Linked DNA regions of Mus musculus: regions 2 and 3 are each linked to region 1. The links are chromatin contacts, called in public Hi-C maps. All regions are on one chromosome and are shown on one strand. The core of a region is the stretch at or near the end of the contact, and the rest is flanking DNA. Distances in the headings are between cores, read along the strand shown.

The links. Hi-C and Micro-C count contacts between places; a contact is called where the count stands out from the background.
Region 2: a contact with region 1 is called in a Hi-C map of nephron progenitors, with 2.9 times the contacts expected there. The contact joins the promoter of Epb41l3 here to the promoter of Tmem200c in region 1. A contact is called at or near these places in 4 of 484 Hi-C or Micro-C datasets (embryonic stem cells and nephron progenitors) and 1 of 115 datasets of contacts at active chromatin or transcription factors (embryonic stem cells).
Region 3: a Hi-C map of extraembryonic endoderm stem cells shows a contact between it and region 1, with 4 times the contacts expected there. The contact joins the enhancer-like site here to the promoter of Tmem200c in region 1. A contact is called at or near these places in 1 of 39 promoter capture datasets (embryonic stem cells), 13 of 484 Hi-C or Micro-C datasets (cardiomyocytes, cerebral cortex, embryonic stem cells and 4 more), 10 of 115 datasets of contacts at active chromatin or transcription factors (astrocytes, embryonic forebrain, embryonic hindbrain and 5 more) and 1 of 9 other capture datasets (embryonic stem cells).

Annotation. Positions count from the first base shown.
Region 1 is chr17:68,835,389-68,838,849 of GRCm38.p6, forward strand. It overlaps Tmem200c (transmembrane protein 200C), which reads left to right and starts at 1,748. Exons shown (of 2, transcript NM_001206661.1): 1 at 1,748-2,145.
Region 2 is chr17:69,157,491-69,160,951 of GRCm38.p6, forward strand. It overlaps Epb41l3 (erythrocyte membrane protein band 4.1 like 3), which reads left to right and starts at 1,866. Exons shown (of 23, transcript NM_001355734.1): 1 at 1,866-2,551.
Region 3 is chr17:69,103,730-69,107,190 of GRCm38.p6, forward strand. It overlaps a transcript of Epb41l3 not described here. Among named protein-coding and RNA genes, the nearest start is that of Epb41l3, 54 kb to the right of the region's middle. Within about 2 kb of position 1,837, at least 22 of the 459 cell types and tissues checked have an H3K27ac peak or open chromatin away from gene starts, as enhancers often do. A contact at or near this core is called in extraembryonic endoderm stem cells, where this site is marked.

The DNA.
Region 1 (3,461 bases), core at 498-2,997:
GAAATGAGGCTTCGGGTCCAGCCTTTGTACAAAACACCAGATAGTTATCAGGGATTTAAGAAATGCAGGGATTCTGAGCCAAAAGGGTTTTAACAAACCACTGAAGGAGTTGGGTTACTTTTCCTTTGCAATGATTTCCGTAAAAGGAGACGTTCCATTGTGGGGCGGGAAGGGTTTCCTCTGCAGCCTTTTGTTTTCTAACATTTGACAGCTGAGCTAAGATAAGGGGAAGGAGTTCAGGTTGAAACTTCAATCAGAGGCCACCTTTCAAACATGCAGGTGATGGCCACCTTTAGGATTCACATACTCTCTGTCCCCTTCCATCGCCCAACCACCTCTATCCCCACCTCATTAATTATCATGTATGCTTGGCTTCTCTAATGTTCTCTTGTTTGATATATGCTCAAGATACTGTGTGCCTTTAGAAAAACCTTGTGGCTAGATCTGTGGGTACCAGAGTCATCCTGCTAAATTCTTGAACAGTAAGCAGCACCCACCACAGTCGCCATTACAAGACCCTTGCCTGGATGCCTAATTTTCGGGAGCCTTGATTTTATCTGCCTTTCTCTTCCTCTCTGCCTGAATCCTAGCCACGTCATTTTAATAACTAATTGAAACCTGTCTAACTTTCTTAACACTCAGTGGGGAAATTCCATTTGAAAATTCTTTTCCCTGTCATTTCTACTATGTGCTTGAGAGAGAATGAAAATATGAAGATAAAAAATAGGATTTCTCTCTCCCTCGTGTGTGTGTGTGTGTGTGTGTGTGTGTGTGTGTGTGTGTGTGTTCTTCTCTGCTTTTCAAATGACATAGAGAGTTTGAGTAACCTCCCTACCCCCATTTCTCCTCTTTGAAGCTAACCCTGATTGCCATTCCCTAAGAACGTGTTTCTTTTTGAAGGCTTGGGTTACCCCAGAGGGTAGAGGGAGGGAACTGTAGGGCCTGCCTAAGCATCTTTCAGCCCATTCTAACCTCAGAAGAGACTCAAAGGCCCATATTCCAGGGAGCCCTTGAGGTCCCTTAAGGCCAGTTACACAGCCCAGTTCTGCTCAAGTGTGATAGCATTTGACAGAGGTTTATGTGAGTCCGGTGGTGAGAGCACCTAGTTTGTGAGCCCGCTCCGCTCCGCTCCGGCCCGTCCTGGCTTGGTTCGTTGGGGGGGGGGGGGCACTTACTGTGTTCTTGGGGCATCCACGCTGCAAACTCTCAAGTGTAGGTGGGGTAGGGGGCGAGGCTGTGTGCACTGTAATAAGAAAAAGGGAGAGCAGAGAGGATGGGAGCCTGAGGGACCAGAGACCTGAAGAATAATCCCTGTCTTCAGGGACAGCATCACTCAGATCCTGATGGGGAACTCCCTGGGAGGGGCTGGCGTTTCTCTGGATCCTCTTGGGTTAGGTGCTCAGACAGGTAGTTGGGGAAAGAGAACCAAGCTGTCAGCTGAGGCTGAAGGCGTTTCAGCTGCGTTCAGAACCTTGCCTTACACGATCGCGCCCCGACCTGGTTCAAGCACGCGGTGCAGGTGTCGCCTCCCCTGGTGCCCCTCTTGGGAAGGGGGACAAGTCGCTGTCGAAGGGACGGACGGCAGGCTGGAGAGGAGGCGGGGGAGGGGCTGGGGGTAGAGGGGGCGGGGCGGGGGGCGGGTGCCCCCCTGAGAGCCAAGCCGGGCCGGGTACCTACTGCCATCCTGCCGCAATTTCCCTGTGTCATGGCTCCGGTCTCTTAGCAACAGCCGCCAGTCCGGCCGCCCGGAGCAGCCGCCGCGGGCTCAACTCCACCCGGCGGAGCCCGGCGCGCCGCAGCCACACAAAAGAGGCGCAGGGCTGGAGAGCGCGCGGCCGCAGGGTCGGCAGTGTGCGCAGCGGGAGGGGACCGTGGCAACAGGGAAGGCGCGCCCGAGGGAAGAAGGGCTCCAGGCGGCGCGCGGGATGCGGAGGACCTGACACTTCTTGGAAACTCTTGGAAATGGCTTCCGCCACCGCGCCTGAGGGGACTGCGAGCCCCTGGCGCAGGTTCGTCCCCACCGGGCTGTCCAGCCGCTCTCGCTCCCGGGGCTCCGGGGCGCTGTCCCTGCGCTCCGCCGTCGGCTCGGGCTGAAAAGTTTCTCCATGGTTCTTTGTGTCTCCCGAGCTGCCCCGGTCTCCCTGGGTAAGTGAGCGATTATTGTTTGCTTAGAGTGCCTCCATTTTGAGCATTTCTGTCAATCCCCGGCCTCCGAGCGCCCTTCACTAGCCCTCCTGTCCCCGAGCCCAGGCCCCTTGGCCGGTGTTCTGAGTCAGGTGTTCTCCTGGGCGTGCTACCAGGACTGCGCTGCCCAGAAAAGGCGAGTTGGGGATTGCCTTCACTTCACTTGAGGCGGACTCGTAGCTGCTGCACTCATGTGACTAGACCAAAGCAAGGGCAAGAGACTCGCGGCCCTGAGGGCCAGGGGCCGGGGGTCGAGGACCTGGGTTGGGTGCAGGGCACAGCATCGCTCACAATCTGGGGCCCTAAGTCTTTGATGCTGGGTTCTATCCATCATGAGCAGAGAACTTGATTCTCTCTCTTGGAAGCAGTTGTATTTTTAGACATCCCTCATTTGATTTCCCCATCCTCCATTCCTTAACCAAGGCAGGACTCGCGCCAGGCAGCCAGTTGCAAAGGCAGACAGATCCACTGCTAAGTTTGTTTTCCTTCCTTTGGTCTAAGGAAAGCTTGGGGGGGGGGGGCTTTTCTGTGTCACCTGACCTCTGTCAGTATTCTGTGTCAGATCGTGATATGCTGAAAAGGAGTTCGTCTTTCAAGAGAGCTGGAAGAATAATAAACTAGGGAATAATTAGAAGCTATTAAACTAATTTTAAACATCTTCTGTAAACCTTGTTAAAATCTATTCCAACTTTTCTTATATTCTGCTGGATGTAAAGCTGGCTTGCAGAAGAGGAATGCAGAAAGGTGCCTCTTTCATGACATCCAGCTCCCGGGGGGCATCTCTCTTCAGAGAGCCACCCTGGCTGCTGAAGCTGGCTTTGTTTCTAAAATGCCTAGACCTTAAAGTCTCTTGAAGCCAATCTAGACTTCAAGACTATTAAAGACCTGGAGCCTACAGTTCAACTAAAGCAGCAAATTTTATGTTGCGACATACAATAAGTATAAACATGTGGGGCGAGTATATTTGGTGTTTATACTTACTCTCCTGTGTATTTGTACGTACTCTCCTGTATCTCCAAATATACTTCTCCGGTATATTTGGTGTTTATACTTACTGGTAGAGGACCTTTTAAAAACCAGATTTTAAAGGTTTGCAGATGTGGTCTCACTGTTGACACCTCCCTAAAACATTTAGGATTTCTTTACTGAATTCCAACCAAGTTCCAAAGAGATATTGTTCTTTGCAAACAATAAAAAACCTGACTGCCATTTGCTTGCCCATGTGGAGAAAAGATCATAACCAGATTGATATACCAGAAGGAATCAAGGGTCATAGC
Region 2 (3,461 bases), core at 616-3,115, 320 kb after region 1:
GAGGGGTCGGGGTAGGGAGGCTGGGGACCGCAGGACTCCGGTCCCTGCTAGTTGCGGCTGGTGCACCCAGGCTCCTGCACCCGGGGGTGGGGGGAGGGCTTGCTTTTTCGGGTTCTCTCTCTAATCGCGCCCTACTCTTCCCCTTCCCCCTACCCCCTGCACCCGGTGCCAAGTTCACAGCTTCTGCAATGCGGTGGGTGTGGTTACCTCGCAGATTGTAAGTGTGGTCCTTCTGGTGGGAACATTCTTGCTTTCTTTCTCCTTTTAGATGTACTGATCTGAAGTTTTCTTGGGGGTCGGGGGGGGGGGGCGATTTACCTTCCCGTCTTTGCAGACCAGGGTTCAAGTTGGGAAGAGTGCTACAGAACAAATCGAATGATAAAGGGAACATGTGGTATTAATTAAGCATGGAGGCTGGGCAGTCCTGAGAGGGCCAGGCAATCCTGCTAATAACGCAATGCTTCCATTACGTGTTTAAGTTGGCGTTTCAGCTTTTTTACATTACTTTATGGAATTGCTTTTGCAGACATCCTTGGCTGGGGTTTTCAGGGGCCCGTTTGGGGATCTGTGGGGCGGTCGGATGTTCTGGGGGTTACTCTTGGTAGCATAACTTAACCAAGTAAAGGACTCATCAAATCCGGCGATCAAAAGAAATTTCTTTTTTGCGCCTTACACTGCCTTTTAAAGCCCCCATGAATCAAAAATGATGGAACTCCACGTATATCCGGAGGCCATGAATGCAGCACCGTTAGAGTTAAGTGGGGCTTTGAAGGAGTGAACCTGCGGAGGAGGAGGAGGAGGAGGAGGAGGAGGAGGAGGAGGAGGAGGAGGAGGAGGAGGAGGAGGAGGAGGAGGAGGAGGGATTTGATGATCCTTATTGACTCTGCTCAGTGCTTTTACCGCTGTCTTTGAATTGCATGGTCATTGTGGCATCAACTTTTTAAACCTTTGTTTGGAGTAACAAAGTTATCGTGAGAGGAAATAATTTCCAAATTGAAGAAGCATGCCTCTCCTTTGTTAGTTTCCAAAACCCCGATGGAATAAGCTGAAGGCTGTGAGTATTGAATTATTTACACTATGATTATTCCAATGGTCTAGAAAAAAAGCTAGATAATTAGAAGCACAAGCCACTGCATGAACTGATCTCGCGCACAGCAAGTTCTTGCAAAAACAGAGCATGTGTTTCGAGAGGTTTGATCGGAAACCAGAAGAGTGGCCTCTGTCGCTTGTAAACACCTTTAGGCCGAGGATTGTAGAGCTAGGGGGCAAAGGCCATTGTCCCAATGACATACTTACATCTAATTTTTTAGAGAATTTCCTTAGGCATAAATATGGTTTAGAGAGTGCGTTCGCCAATCCCCGTTGGGTCCTTGGACCAAGGCCAACTTTGATTTCTGTGGAAATACAAGATTCAGGTTTACTTCTCTGACTGGATCTGGGGTGTGTGTGTGTGTTGCTTTTTTAAAAATCCAAAGGCAGGGTTGGAAGAGATGACTCAGTGCTTAAGAGCATTGACTGCTCTTTAGAAGACTCTGGTTTGATTCCCAGCACTCACATGGCAGTTCACAACCATCCATTCCTCCAGTTCCAGAGGACCCAACATCTTCACTGAGACACGCATGCAGGCAAAACAACAATGCACATAAAGTAATCACAAATAAATGATAAGGTTTCTAAGTCCAATGGCCAAGCCACTAAGGGTGCACTGAGGTAGGAGTGAGGTGACAACCTGTGACCTCAGAGAGCTGTTGATGCTGTCCTTTCAGGCTAGTGTGGAGGGATTGGCTCATCAGTGCTTTCTTCGCTTGTAGGATGCACAGCCATCTTTTTTTTTTTTTTTTTTTTTTTTTGGATTGGATATTTTCTTTATTTACATTTCAAATGGTTGCCCCTTTCCAGGTCTCCCCTTAGGGAGCCCCCTATCCCCTACCTTGGACCCCTGCCTCTATGAGGGTGCTCCCCCACCTACCCACTCACTCCTGTCCTCCCACCCTGGCATTCCCATACACTGAGGGGAATTCTACAATGGATAGGTGGGAATCGGCGATTTCCATGGCAGTGAAAGTTGACTCCAAGAGTAGCCTGGGAAATCTTTCCTTTCGGGTGAGAATTCAAGTATAGCGAAGAGAATTTTCTTAAGTAGAGTACTCTGGTTGTCCTTCATAATTCTGTCCTCACAGTCTTTTCTGAATTCCACTCCCCTCTGAGTGTGAGCTTTATGATGGAGTATAAACTCCCCACTGAGAGCCACGAATCAAGTTCACCTTCAGCACCCCGTCCTTTCAGAAGGCTCACCACTAGTTGCTCATTTGATGGGAATTCATCAGACACTCAGGGCCCTTTGAAGGGCTCCACTGCTATTGCATTTGTCCTGGCTATAAAGGATTATGTCCCCAGAAACAGGGCCCGGACAGTGACATCATTGCTGGGCTGGGGCTATGACATCACTATGGCTCAGAGGAAAACAGGGTGGGGCAGGCAGAAGCATTGGAGTCCCATCGAAGCCTGCAGAAGCCTTTCATGAGGCTTTCACCGTGAACAGCACAACAAGGTATCGTATGGATGTGAAGTGGTAAAAATCTTCGAATATTTCTGTCCCATAAGAAAATACTGTGGGGTTCAGCAAGTCAGGCTTTTAAATTTATTAAGCCTGTAGTTGATCCTGTTTGCACTATTGTACTATTGCAATATCATGCGTAAATTTTTTTCATTTTTAGGTTATTAGTGCCATCTTTAAAATATCTCGTATCTTTTATACTTTCTGAGTTGGCAATGCTGTTTTGTGGTTTGACGCAATGTGCTTGCTGTTCACAACTGGGGAAAAATAGAAAAGCTAGAGGTGTCACAGGTGTAGGAGCTATCTGCCATGATCTGTGGGTAATTAGTTTCCATTCTAACTTTGCTTTATTTGCTGATATTATTTTGTAATTTGACATTTTAATCCTTGGAGAATTCTAGTGTGGAGACATGTCTGGTCCAAATTAGCATCTAACAGGGGGTCAGAGGACGCTCAGGTCCCGAGTGCTCCTATACTCTACGTACCTCATAGCCTATAAAGTATATTAGCTGCTTTTTATGAACTTAGTGTGATCTCATCAGGGCAGAGGGAAGAGCCACGCATCAGTCTCGGGTGTCTTCTGTCTGGGTCTTTGCAAAGATGACTGCCATGATTTCACCTTGATGAGGTAGCACTGTAGGAAGTCGGGGTGGTTCCTACTCAAAGGTTCGGCTATTCCAGGACACGTTCCTGAAGCAGAGAGAAGAAAAGGACTTGAGAACAGTGGAGGTAGAGAAGTCTAAATTAGGTGCTAGGCCTGCAGATCACTGGTGAAATGTCTTCGGTACTGTGGTTTTAGACCTTGCGATGATTGGTTAAATTGCACACTGCAGGACTGGAAGCTTCTATTAGCTCCCAACCCCTAATTCTTTTGTAATTTGCAGTATGGAAGAAAGGCTGACAA
Region 3 (3,461 bases), core at 587-3,086, 270 kb after region 1:
CTTCCCAACTGAGAGAGAAGGGGCTTATTAGACTATTTTAGTCTCTGTGTAGCTTTATTTATCAGTCATTTCTCTATCATTCCTAAAACCCTATATTTAAAAAAGCATCCATTGCTTACTTTACTTTACTCAAAGGGATAAGGACAGTAAGCCCCTAGGGGGCGGTAAATTTTTGTATCTGTATTGATTTAGCTTCATCTTCTTTATAGGGTACCAGGATCACCTCTAACTTTCTTTGGAAGGATCTGTTATTTTGCTATTGACACCAGCTTCTGTACTAGTGGGGTATGTGGAAAGAGACCTATGGAAAAACTGTGGAAGTATGGGCTTTCTATACCACAGGGCATGCTGCTAGCTCCCCTCCCCCACTCCATTTAAAAATCTAATTGGAAAATTCCATTGCGTCATCGTAGGTCAAATTGCCTTGCCATCCACTTGATAACCAGTGCGAAGATGTGCACATCTTAACGGCCAGTTTTGCATGAAAGTCTCTCTCTCGGTTTTAAAGCTATTGACAAGGGGCCACGTTAAATAATGTTTCCAATTCATTTCGTCTTCACTTTAGCCAGTAGATAGCTGGAGAGCTCAAAGCTTCAGACGGTCCATAGGAGTTTGTTTGTTTGTTTGTTTGTAATCAACCATGTGGCTGGAAAGATGGTTCAGTGTTCAAATGGCTGTGCAAATGAGAGGACCTGAACTCAGATCCTGAGGGCTGGCTGGCTGACTTCCTTCCTTCCTTCCTTCCTTCCTTACTTCATTTATACATTCATTCATTCTGTCTGTCTGTCTATCTGTCTGTCTTTCTTCCTTTTTCTCTTTCTTTTCTTTTGATTCTCAAGACAGGATTTCTCTTTGTAGCCCTGGCTGGCTGTCCTGGAACTCACTCTATAGACCAGGCTGGCCTCGAACTCACTAGGTTTTAAAGACCTGCACCACCTCTGGCTAGTGGGACCCACTTTCAAAGCTGCTGTGGCCACACTTGCTTCTGACTTCCGCACTGAGGCATGGGGCTGGGGCAGCTGGAGGCTGGTTAGGCTTCCTGCTCAGTCAGGAAAACAGCAAGCTCCAAGGTTGGTGAATATACCTAGTTCAAGAGAGTACGGTAGAGACTGCCAGGTCAGGACACCCGATGCTCTCCTCTGGCCACTGTGTGTGTGCACAGGTGTGTGCACCCGCCACCCCCAGTACATATAGTAAATGGAAAAGAGCTATCTCTGTTAGCAAAGACGAAACACTCCAAATCGCTATTCTTGTTTATTCCCGTCAGTGTGCTTTTATAGATCATTTATGGTAACAGCGATAACTCTTGGATTCTTTGACTTAGCAACAGTTTACAAAGGGGAAAAAAAATCACTTTATATCTGCAAACGGTGGGGCAAACATAGCGGTTGATCTCTCATCACAAGAATAAAACTCTGGTCACACACAGCACAGACCGGCATTTCTGGGACAGTTCTCAATGCCTTCATGCTTATCTGACCCTGATCCAACCTGTTTCTTGGACTTCTGGGAAGAATTCATGTGAACTGTATGACTCAGACTGGCTCAAAGGTTACCCTGGCCCATCTTCAGCTGTCAGCAGAACATCTTGCCTGTCTCACGATTTTTTAGAAATCTCCAGAGGGGCAAAAATGACTCCGAAACATTTTACTGCCTGTCAGGTCCAGCGGGTGTCAGCAGAAGTCCTGGGGACTGAACTAGTCTGCTGCTGCTCTTCTGAACTTTGCTTTCCCAGCAGGGTTGCCAGGTTGGGAGGCAGTCTGAGATAGCTCAGGGAGCCAGCTTAGCTGCCTTGGAGGACTGCTTCTATCTCCTCGGAAGAGACAAGAGGTCCCGGAGTGGCTGCTTATCTGGAAGTTTTTATCTCTTGCTCTAGCTGGAGCCTACCTCAGGCTCGAGCGTGTTATCGGAGCCTATTTTTAAGTGTGCTTACCCTGAGTTAACCCTGTCCTTTGTACCTTCGGCAGCCTCTGCTCCCTCAAACAGACTCAGCAGGTCTGAATACTGCCTTCTTACCTTCTCACGTTATGAAAAGCAGAGTAATTTGCGTGTAATTTGGGAAGTTGTCTCCCCCCCCCCCCAGTCATATAATACAACAGGAATGTCATGAATTTTCTGATTGCAAATTGTTTTATATGCATGAAAGAGTTAACCTTGTTAAGCTGGTTTTTGGGTATTCACAAAGACTATCCTATGTACCCCTCAGTGCCTGGTCCCCAAATCATACAATCTAGAGTGGGCTCTGCAGACAGCAGCTTTGGGACGAGTGTCTCTCCCATAGTAAACGTGATAGAAATGTTCGTTCTAATCCTTCCAATTATTAGAAAGATAATCTCTTTCCTCTCTCTCTCTCTCTCTCTCTCACACACACACACACACACACACACACACACATACACACACACACACACACACAACTATAGAGTTTAGGGATCTGTTGAGTAATTTATACTTTGCCTCGGTTTAATTGATCCAAATCTTGTGCTGTGAGCGCCACCTAGTGTAGGTTTCAGGTTAAGAAAATCCTATGGCTTTTTCAAAGGGACAAAAATTAACTAACTTCCTGACTGTTCTCCTTTATAAAACTAAAAAACAAAAGACATTGCTATTTCATAAGGTGCTTCCCTGGCTCTGAACACCCAGGAAATTGTGGCTATGGTGGAATTATTTTTAAAAAGTACTGTGTGTGTGTGTGTGTAGGGGTCATGGAGTTGATTCTCCGTATATATCATTTGGTTACAAGCTCGGTGGCAAGCGACTTTCACACTGGCTCACAGTGACTGTTCTTAATCAGTCTCCCACTTCTCCACAAGTTCTCACTCCATAGACTTTTAAAAAGGCAATAATTGCATCACTCATGTGTCTAATTTCGGTTTCAAGTTGTAATTGTTACCTTCGCCTGTGGTAAATGGATTTAGATGCAATTTTCTGGTGATAAAACAAGTAAGATATCTTAAAATTTAAAAGCTCAGAAATGGCTCAACCAGTTTAGCTCCTAGTTACCATCTGATTTGCTTTGTTGTTGTAAACTGGAGACTGTGTTTTGATGGACATTTTAATTAAATTTTTAATAATGTCATTAAATTATATTTGGAAAACTCCTATGCTATATACAGCTTTATGATTCAGGTTGTTTACTTAGTAACCAAATGGAATTATCCCGCAGTTGGCATGGAAACTTCTTCAATTTTGAAAATAGATTCGGATCCCTTCCTATTTTCCTCTCACAGAGAGGAACTTCAGGTGCTTGTATGGCTTGTTCAGTGTGGAAGTTTGAACAGGGATGGCTCCCAGCGGCTCATATATTTGGATTCTTGGTCTTTCATTGGTGGAGCTGTTTGGGGAGGATTAAAAGGCATGGTATTTTTGGAGGAGGTGTGTCACTAGGGTGATCTTTGAGATTTCAAATTCTCAGATAGCTCTTTCTCAGAGGTCACTTTCTCTGTTTCGGTCTCTCTGTT